Regions from separate parts of the Mus musculus genome. Here region 1 is linked to region 2. The links are chromatin contacts, called in public Hi-C maps. All regions are on one chromosome and are shown on one strand. Each heading gives the region's core, a stretch centred on a gene start, on an enhancer-like site or on the middle of the called end of the contact. The rest is flanking DNA. Distances are from core to core; before and after follow the strand shown. Region 1 has its middle 110 kb from the start of Gm33204. Region 2 holds the start of Galnt18 (polypeptide N-acetylgalactosaminyltransferase 18).

Region 1 (4,838 bases), core at 16-2,515, 120 kb before region 2:
CTTTGTTGTGGTGGTATAGCTGTCCTCCCTTTAGATTTACTGCTCTTGGATTATTTGTTCCTTGTATCCTCTTGCCTTTGTTGGGTGGGTGCTCTGTTCTTTGGTTGTCCACTTTAGATTGTAGGCAAGCTGTAGAGTTCCTGGTAGAGAGTGCTTCTGCAATTGGGTGGGTGTCACAAAGAAATGGAGATGAGCTAGGAGGAAAGGCTGAGTCTGAGCTCAGGATGGTCACTGGGGGTACCTGGTAGAAAATGTTTCCATGGGTCAGTGGCTGACACTAAGGAATGGAGATGGCCTAGAAGGAGAGACTGAGAGGGTCCGCAGAAAAGAGCTTGGGAGACCCTGTGTCTGAAGAAAGAGGTAGAGTTCCCTGGGAATGAAAGAGGAGTGGGAGGTGAAGCTCTTGCAGGCAGGCTGCAGCAGGACTAAGAGTCAGTATGGAAAGACAGAGGCTGATCTTCACTAGGTTTTTATAGAAACACATGAGAGGAAAATTCCAAGTTAGCATAGGCATTCCTGGACAGGAGCCAATGGTGTGTTTTTGGATGGAGTGTCTCTGATGATCTTTCTTTCAAGAACATGAAAAATGGTGGTCAATTGATGTGCCAGCATCAGGGGATACCCAGGGGAAACTCTACCCTCTCAGAGGGCTAGAAGAGGGTGGTGAGGATTGTTGGATGGGTGACCAGGAGGAGGGGCAGTGACAGGATGTAAAGTGAATAAATAAATATAAAATGAAAAAAAATGGTGGTTGAGAGTTCATCAGGACACAGTCCTCTCAGAGTTGAATGAAAACTGGAAGATACTATTGAATAAGTCTAAGTGGAAGCAGAAAACAGAAGAACATGAAGCTCCAGGCAGTCAGTGAGAAAAAAATAGAGGAAATTGGTCAAGAGCATGAAGCCTGTGCTTCTGAGGCAACTTTGGGGGACTGTGTTGGAAGGTTATTAAAAACATGACACTTAGGAAGGTAGCCCTTTCCCTGTCTGTGCAGCCATAAACAGGGCTCAGCAAGTTCCCTGTGCTGCAGATTATTCTAGAGCTTTTTGTTGTGTGGTCTCTCTGATCAGAATGGGAATACAGAAGGGGCTGTTCCGGGGTGACCCTCACTTTGTAATTAACCCTCCTCATTAGAGGCTCACTTGCTTCTGATGGGCAGTACACACACGCTTGTGGTTATGTAACTGCCAAGCAGGGCTGGGCGAGCCATTTGTTGGCATCCTAATTGTGTCCAATCAGAGGGAAATGAATTGCATCAAGAAGAGTAATGAGCGGAGGAGTACCCTGGCAGCCATCCACAGGCTCCACCCTGTCAGCTGTGAAGCCTGGCAATCTGTGTTGAAGCAAAGCTCTGTGGTAGACAGTTCCTGCTTGAGGAATGCTGAGGGGGCTGGGAGGGGGTTGGGCACAGGGAAAGAACACTTAAGTGAGAGAGAGGAGGGGGAATACCAGCCCTTCCTTTTCTTATGAACGCTCATTTCTCTCTCCTTTCTGTTTTATTTCTTTTGATCCCCGAGAACCTCCAGTGATACCTCAGCCTTTGTGCTAATCAGAGTTCTCTAAAGAGAGAGATAAGCAGGAGTTGGTAAGTACATATGTGTCCGTATAGAAATGAATGACCCGAGATATGCAGAGATACGTATACACATTATATTGGCACACACACATTCTATAGATTGTTCATAGAGCTAGATAGATTTGGTTTATTATGAGGTATTGGTGAAAAGGTTCCACAGTCTGCCATCTATGAATCCGGATATCTGAAGAGCCAGAGAAGCTGTGCTGTAAAGATCTGAGAAGAGGAACTGAGGGTACGAGGGTATGCAGATCCCAGCCCAAGTGGTTGGGAAAAGAATGGACTCACCTTCCTCTTCCCCTTCTGGGAGGTAGGGGCTTACTGCATTGGAAGATGTCTACTCATATTGAAGAGGGCCATCTGCTTGCCCAATATAGATGCTGCTCTCTTCCAGGAGCACCGCTGGCTAAATAGACATCCTATAGTCAGTTTGGTACCATGGATTCACCACCATAGTAGTGATGTGAGCTGAGGAAAGTGAGGAGAGAGCAGGGCAGGGAATACAGAGGAAGTGAGTTGAAAATAGAGATCGGGACACTTGCAAGGAACCACACAAGATTCCCCACGGGATCCTAAGACCTCTGGTGAGTGGAACACAGCGTCTGCTCCAATCCAATCACACAGGACCTGAGACTGCATTAACTAGGGAAGCAGATAACCCGGCCTGACCAGGGGCAGAAGTCCCTTCCGGCCCACTCCAGCACCAGGGTGCCTTGCCCGCGGAGTCTCCAGACACCTGCAAGGAACCACACAGAATTCCCCACGGGATCCTAAGACCTCTGGTGAGTGGAACACAGAACCTGCTCCAATCCAATCGCAAGGGACCTGAGACTGCATTAATTAAGGAAGCAGATAACCCAGCCTGATCAGGGGCACAAGTCCCTTCCAGTTCACTCCAGCAGCGGAGTTCCTTGTGCGCGGAGTTACTGGACACCCCCAAGGTCCTCACGGGACCCTCCACTGGATCTTAAGACCTCTGGTGAGTGGAACACAACTTCTGCCAGGAGGCAGGTTCGAACACCAGATATCTGGGCACCTTCCCTGAAAGAGGAGAGCTTACCTGCAGAGAGTACTCTGACCACTGAAACTAAGGATAGAGCTAGTCTCCCAGGTCTGCTGATAGAGGCTAACATAATCACCTGAGGAACAAGCTCTAACCAGAGACAACTATAACAACTAGCTCCAGAGAATATCAGATGGCGAAAGGCAAACATAAGAATCCTACTAACAGAATCAAGACCACTCGCCATCATCAGAACGCAGCACACCGTCAGACATAGTCCTGGGCACCCCAACACAACCGAAAAGCAAGACCCGGATTTAAGAGCATATCTCATGATGATGGTAGAGGACATCAAGAAGGACTTTAATAACTCACTTAAAGAAATACAGGAGAACACTGCTAAAGAGTTACAAGTCCTTAAAGAAAAACAGGAAAACACAACCAAAGAGGTAGAAGTCCTTAAAGAAAAACAAGAAAACACATCCAAACAGGTGATGGAAATGAACAAAACCCTACTAGACCTAAAAAGGGAAGTAGACACAATAAAGAAAACCCAAAGTGAGGCAACGCTGGAGATAGAAACCCTAGGAAAGAAATCTGGAACCATAGATGCGAGCATCAGCAACAGAATACAAGAGGTGGAAGAGAGAATCTCAGGTGCAGAAGATTCCATAGAGAACATCGGCACAACAATCAAAGAAAATACAAAACACAAAAGGATCCTAACTCAAAACATCCAGGAAATCCAGGACACAATGAGAAGACCAAACCTACGGATAATAGGAGTTGATGAGAATGAAGATTTTCAACTTAAAGGGCCAGCAAATATCTTCAACAAAATTATAGAAGAAAACTTCCCAAACCTAAAGAAAGACATGCCCATGATCATACAAGAAGCCTACAGAACTCCAAATAGACTGGACCAGAAAAGAAATTCCTCCCGACACATAATAATCAGAACAACAAATGCACTAAATAAAGATAGAATATTAAAAGCAGTAAGGGAGAAAGGTCAAGTAACATATAAAGGCAGGCCTATCAGAATTACACCAGACTTTTCACCAAAGACTATGAAAGCCAGAAGAGCCTGGACAGATGTTATACAGACACTAAGAGAACACAAATGCCAGCTCAGGCTACTATACCCTGCCAAACTCTCAATTACCATAGATGGAGAAACCAAAGTATTCCAAGACAAAACCAAATTCACACACTATCTATCCACTAATCCAGCCCTTCAAAGGATAATAACAGAAAAAAACCAATACAAGGATGGAAATCACGCCCTAGAAAAAGCAAGAAAGTAATCCCTCAACAAACCAAAAAGAAGACAGCCACAAGAACAGAATGCCAACTCTAACAACAAAAATAATAGGAAGCAACAATTACTTTTCCTTAATATCTCTTAATATCAATGGTATCAATTCCCCAATAAAAAGACATAGACTAACAGACTGGCTACACAAACAGGACCCAACATTCTGCTGCTTACAGGAAACCCATCTCAGGGAAAAAGACAGACACGACCTCAGAGTAAAAGGCTGGAAAACAATTTTCCAAGCAAATGGTCTGAAGAAACAAGCTGGAGTAGCCATTCTAATATGGAATAAAATCGACTTCCAACCCAAAGTTATCAAAAAAGATAAGGAGGGACACTTCGTATTCATCACAGGTAAAATCCTCCAAGAGGAACTCTCAATTCTGAATATCTATGCTCCAAATATAAGGGCAGCCACATTCATTAAAGAAACTTTAGTAAAGCTCAAAGCACACATTGCACCTCACACAATAATAGTGGGAGACTTAAACACACCACTTTCATCAATGGACAGATCGTGGAAACAGAAACTAAACAGGGACATAGTGAAACTAACAGAAGTTATGAAACAAATGGATCTAACAAATATCTACAGAACATTTTATCCTAAAACAAAAGGATATACCTTCTTCTCAGCACCTCACAGGACCTCCTCCGAAATTGACCATATCACAAAACTGGCCTCAATGGATACAAAAATATTGAAGTTGTCCCATGCATCCTATCAGACCACCATGACCTAAGGCTGATCTTCAAAAACAACATAAATAATGGAAAGCCAACATTCACGTTGAAACTGAACAACACTCTTCTCAATGATACCTTGGTCAAGGAAGGAATAAAGTAAGAAATTAAAGACTTTTTAGAGTTTAATGAAAATGAAGCCACAACATACCCAAACATATGGGACACAATGAAAGCATGTCTAAGAGGGAAACTCA
Region 2 (5,318 bases), core at 1,766-4,265:
ATTGAGGAGTTTAGTTACACCAGCTCTGTTGGGAAGGTGATGGTGGAGGGAAGAAAGGGTCCTTTGTGTGTAACTTCTGGACCCTCTGTTCTCAGAGGAAAGCTGCCTCTAAGAGATTGTCATTTTTTCCTCTCATTTATCTTCCAGACATTTGGATACTCAGAGAGAGTAGTAACAATCAATACTTAGATAATGCCATCAGTGCCCCTCATACAAATTAAAGTTTCATAATATCTCCATGATGTAGGTAACGTTACTATTATCCCATTTGCAGATGGAAGGACTTGAGGCACCAAGTAGTTAGTTAGCTTGCCCAAGACTCCACAGCTAGTAAATGAGAGCATTTGCCTGGCTCCCTAGTCCAAATCTTAACCCTGGCACAAGGGAGGCACCAAATAAACCTTTCTCAGCAGAATGCTTTTTCTGTCAATTACATTTTTGGGCTGTGGCTTCCTAACATCAAATCTTGGGCGTCTACGACTTTTGTTTCTGAATGGATTATCCACTTTTGCTTTGCAACCCACCAGTCTCCATTCCCTTGAGTGCCTGCCACCCTACTTCCCATAATGCCAGACCAAGACTAAAGCCTTCCACTACCAGGGTTTATTTTTCCTGTTAAGCCCCCAAGTTCTCTTGGCACTTCTGGCCCCATGGCTTTACACAGTGCTGCCATCTGGTGGACACATGTGGCCACTGTCAGTTCTCTCTGAGGAGTCTATTCCTGCCGAGAATGTAAGGGATTGATGGCCAAACGAAGATTCACTTTTCTTAATGGTGATACCAAAGACACTTTGAAGAAGGCTTAGCATTGATGGCATAGCGGTGTCTCTGGACATGAGGATAAGAACCTCTATAAAAGGTGAGTCATAGCAGGAAGTGTCTTTAATCCTACTACAGAGGCAGAGGCAGGTGGGTCTTTATAGGATCAAGTCCAGACTTGTCTACTTGTTTACATAGAGAGTTCTAGCTTAGTCGGAGCTACATAGTGAGAGTCTGTCTCAGAAAACAAAATACCCCTCCCTTCCCCACCAAAGACTGCTCTCAAGTCACATCAAGGGGACAGTAGCTTCTTCAGTGTACAACATTCAGTTTATACAGGACAAAGCCACCAGGACTTTCAGTCCTCATGTCACCTCTCGTGGTAGGAGTGGAAGGAGACAGTAGCTTCAGATTCTCAGAATAAGTTTCAAGGACCACTTGGCATCAGTTGGCTCACATCGACTATCTGAGGAATTTTTCAGTTCTGATGCACATCAAGGGGCCTGATAGTGAAGCTCCCGGCAGGACTTATTAAATGGCAAAGTGGGAAGACGCTTGGGGTTAGACGAGTGACATAAGTGGAAAGTCGAGAACCTCCTTGGACTGAACAGCTCTCCATGCTTAGAAAAGAGGCCCCCGATGAGACTGAAGCCTACACCGCAGCCATAGGTCTAGAGCAAACTGGGCAAGTGTCCCAGGCAACTGGTCATTTAGACAAAATGTCAGGAACTTGCTGAGTTCCTGTTGAGTTGAATACAATTGAACTGAGGGCCAAAGATAAGAATCTATGTTCAAGAACCATTTATAAAGGGAGCTTGCAGAGATACTGGGGCCTTTGACCTTGTAATTCTGCAGAGGGTGGTGAGTAAATGCCTACACAAACCCCTCCCATGCCCCTGTTTCTAACCAAGGTTTTGGGGATCTTGAGTTGGAATCTGAGGGTATGTGGGGCAATCAGGCCCAGCAGCATTCCTTCTATCAGCCCCTGTGGCTGAATTGCTGATGGTAAAGAAAGACATTCAAGCAGAAAGCCAATGAGGTGGAACCAAGCCAGCTAGAGGACAAGCTCCTTCTTGCTGCCCACAGCCTTAGACTCTGTAGCTTCCAGTAGGGGAGAAGAGCTGAGAGTGGTCAATAGAAAAATCAAGGTTTGCTGAGCAGCCAGGTGGTGTTCTTGGACCCGGGAAGGGAGGAACTGCATCCTGGAATGATAACCACAGGAGCCTGGGCACCCACTGTGTGTCCTGTCCTAAGCCCTTTTGGTATATCCTCTCATTTAATACTTATAAGCAGGAAGGTATTGTTGATATTTGATAGATGGGGGAAATGTCTCTTATGGTGTTCTGACCCTTGCTCAAGCTCATGTAACTAACACATACAGGAGCATCAAACCCAGGAGCCTCTCTCTCTCTCTCTCTCTCTCTGTGTGTGTGTGTGTGTGTGTGTGTGTTTCTACATCCTCTCTCCAGAAAGGCTCTGTCGACCACTTGATAGCCATGAACACTGAATGTGTGGGAATTATACAAGTCATGGAGAATTGCATCCTCTTGTCCCAATACTGCGTATAAGGCTTCCTTAGACGTGGGGTGTAGTGATATCCATAAGCAGTAACGGCTCCCAGAGCATGAATTCGTCCAGGGAGCTGCATAGTGCATAGATGTGACCAACGATTGCAGAGACACCCTCACTATTCACTATGCCTCTCCTAGAGATTTCCGGAAGGCATTTGGTGACACCCGGGAGACCAACAGAGAGAGGCAGAGTAAAGGCTCAAGAAGCATAAGGTGTGGACATTATGAGGCCTAGCCACTTGTATGGTTTGAGTCTCCATTATCAAAAAGGAGATGGAGGCGAGGAGTCCGTTTTTTCAGGTGGAAAAGCAGAATGCCCTCAGTTGGGGAAGGTGAGGGTATAGGAGCATCTTGGTCCCCAAAGCTTGGGCTTCTTAGCGGGAGCGCGAGCGGGGAATTACTCTAGAGGTGGAATCTGCCGGCCTGGGCGGGGACTGGAGGTTCCTGATCTGCAGGCCCTAGGGTGGCCCGAGGGCGCGGGAGACTCAGCTGTGTCCGGACCGGAGCCTGCTGCCAGCAGGTGGGGCGCGGGGCGGGGCTCCGCCCCCTGGCCCCTCCTCGTTGGTCCGCAGCCGCCCAGTCCCGACCCTTTTCCAGAGCCAGAGCGCGATTGGTGGCGGCGCTTGTCGCTCGGAGGGGGCCGGGCCGCTCTGCTTCGCTCCTCTGGTCGCAGCCACAGCCGCGGTTCTCCTGAGCGGCGAGCGGAGGGCTGGTGGCATCTCCCAGGCAGCCAGCACTGGAGATGGAAAGCAACGCGGCTGGGCCCTGGCAGTGACAAAGTTTCCCAGCCCTGCAGGTCTCGTCTCGCCACTGCCGGCCACCCGTGACCGCCTAGGGAAAAGCTCGGGGATTTTGAATTTGCGGGGGAAAAGCCCAAAACAAAAATCTAGACCCACCTCGTTTTCTTTGTGGAGCTCTTTCTCAGGGTGGCCAGCGGCCGGAGCTGCAAAGTTGTGCGCCGCAGCTCACACTGCCAGGAGACCCGCCTTTGGAGAGACTTAGGTGCTGGCGCACCCAGAGACCCCAGACGTGCCAAGGGGGTTGAGCGCGGGGGAGTTTGGGGTGTACAGCGAGGAGGGGCCCCGGGTGCTCTATATGGAGGAAGGACCCCAGAATGGTGTGTACCAGGAAGACCAAAACTTTGGTGTCCACTTGCGTGATCCTAAGCGGCATGACCAACATCATATGCCTGCTGTACGTGGGCTGGGTCACCAACTACATCGCCAGCGTGTATGTGCGGGGGCAGGAGCCAGTGCCCGACAAGAAGCTGGAGGAAGATAAAGGGGACACCCTGAAAATTATCGAGCGGCTGGACCACTTGGAGAATGTCATCAAACAGCATATCCAAGGTACAGGCGTCCTGAGAAACTTGAGCCAGGCGCGAGGCCCGGGAGTGCCCAGTGTGTTCTGCTTGTGGGATGCGCTGGGGCCAATGCGTAGGAGACCAGCGATTGCAGGGAGGGCTATAGGTTGGCAGCTACGTGGTTGGAGGGATTGCAAGGACTGGTGTCCTGGATCTTTTGTGTCTGCCGCCCTGTGAGTCTTCCCTGTGTACGCGTGTGCACAGGTGGTGTGTGTGTGTGTGTGTGTGTGTGTGTGTGTGTGTGTGTGTGTGTGTCTGTGTGTGTGTGTGTGTAGCTTGCTGTCAGTATGGGGACGCGATGTGCACGTGTCCAAACGTGCGTATGATTCCAGGGTGCTCCTTTCCAGGATCGCAGGATCTCACACTAGTCCGGGAGTGTGTCTGACTGGATGTTTGTGCTTCCAAGAGAGAATGTGAGGGCAAAAGAGCTTATTTGCCGGGCTTGTAAGGGACAAGAGAAATGCCTTGTATGACTCTAACTGTGGGTTTTAAGGAGCAGCAAGCTTCAAGACAAATGCGGAGTAGAAAATTACATCGGCCCAGTATTGGCTCCAGCCTCAGTCAGTCTCAGTAGGACTGGGACTGCAGGGGGCATCTTAAGTAGAAAACTGTCCCCACCTAGAGCACACCTGCCTATCCAGGATCCTCCCCTAAGGAGCAGGTGTCAAACCCAAGAAGCAGCTTAGTCCACTGTGGTGGTGTTTCTTCTGTTTCGGATGGAGAAAACCCACGCTGGGCTGCGGCTTTACTTCAGAGCCTTCCGGGTTCTAGCAAGGCCAATCTGCCAGGACAGTTACCTCAGTTGCGGAAGCAGGAAGCAGCCACAGCAGAGCAGACAAACCCACAGGAGCTGGGTCTGAAATCCAAGGCTGCAGTGGGTGGGTGTCTCCAGACTGGGTCCAAAGAGACAGTAGGATATAGAGAAGTCTCCTGCTGTGACCCGGGCAGTGTGAGTATCAGAGGGAAGGGATGGAGCTCGGGGCTCCTAGAGTAAGGTGTGCTCACAGGTGATAGCAATCTGGATTCTCCCTGTCCACCCCAGGTGTCCCCTGCTTTCTTAGACAGGGAGGCTTCTGACCTATAGGGCCCAGCGAGTTTACCTGTAAACCTGGCAGGCCATCTGAGCTACAGGCTGCCTGCTCTGTTTACTCAGGACTACTCTGAATTGGTGTGCTTCCCACATGGCCAGATCGACTCCTTCCCTGGGGAGGTTCCGCTGAGGGCAGAAAGGTGACACAGACAAAGCAAGCACTTGACTTTGAGGGCCCCTAGAAGAGGGACCTTTGGAAGCTCTTACTTCAGACCCACCTCTGTCTCATCCCTGCATTGAGCCTGACAGACCAAACTGTGCCATAGTGCCTGTTGCTGCCATTCTTACTGGGTTTCTATCCCTGGGGTCAGACTCAACGTTAGTCAGCAAGAGAAGTGCACCCTTGATGTGATCTGGGAGATGGACTCAAGGCTGCACCTTGCTCAGACATCTCCAATGTACACACAGATTTTAAGAGATCTTCTGTCATGTATCCACTGTGTCTATGTGTTCAAAAGGATTCTCCCGTTCTTTTCTATCTAGTCAGGAAAGAAGCAAGCAAGGGACTGCTTCAGGAGTCATTTCGAGGATTTCA

The links. A called contact is a pair of places that touch in the nucleus more often than the background predicts.
Region 1: a Hi-C map of cerebral cortex shows a contact between it and region 2, with 2.6 times the contacts expected there. The contact joins the enhancer-like site here to the promoter of Galnt18 in region 2. A contact is called at or near these places in 1 of 39 promoter capture datasets (hippocampal neurons), 3 of 484 Hi-C or Micro-C datasets (cerebral cortex and ventral hippocampal neurons) and 1 of 115 datasets of contacts at active chromatin or transcription factors (embryonic stem cells).

What each region holds. Positions count from the first base shown.
Region 1 is chr7:111,892,893-111,897,730 of GRCm38.p6, reverse strand. No RefSeq gene overlaps it. Among named protein-coding and RNA genes, the nearest start is that of Gm33204, 110 kb to the left of the region's middle. Within about 2 kb of position 1,265, at least 39 of the 459 cell types and tissues checked have an H3K27ac peak or open chromatin away from gene starts, as enhancers often do. A contact at or near this core is called in cerebral cortex, hippocampal neurons and ventral hippocampal neurons, where this site is marked.
Region 2 is chr7:111,777,674-111,782,991 of GRCm38.p6, reverse strand. Galnt18 (polypeptide N-acetylgalactosaminyltransferase 18) reads left to right here and starts at 3,015. Exons shown (of 11, transcript NM_001360903.1): 1 at 3,015-3,679. The coding sequence starts at 3,445.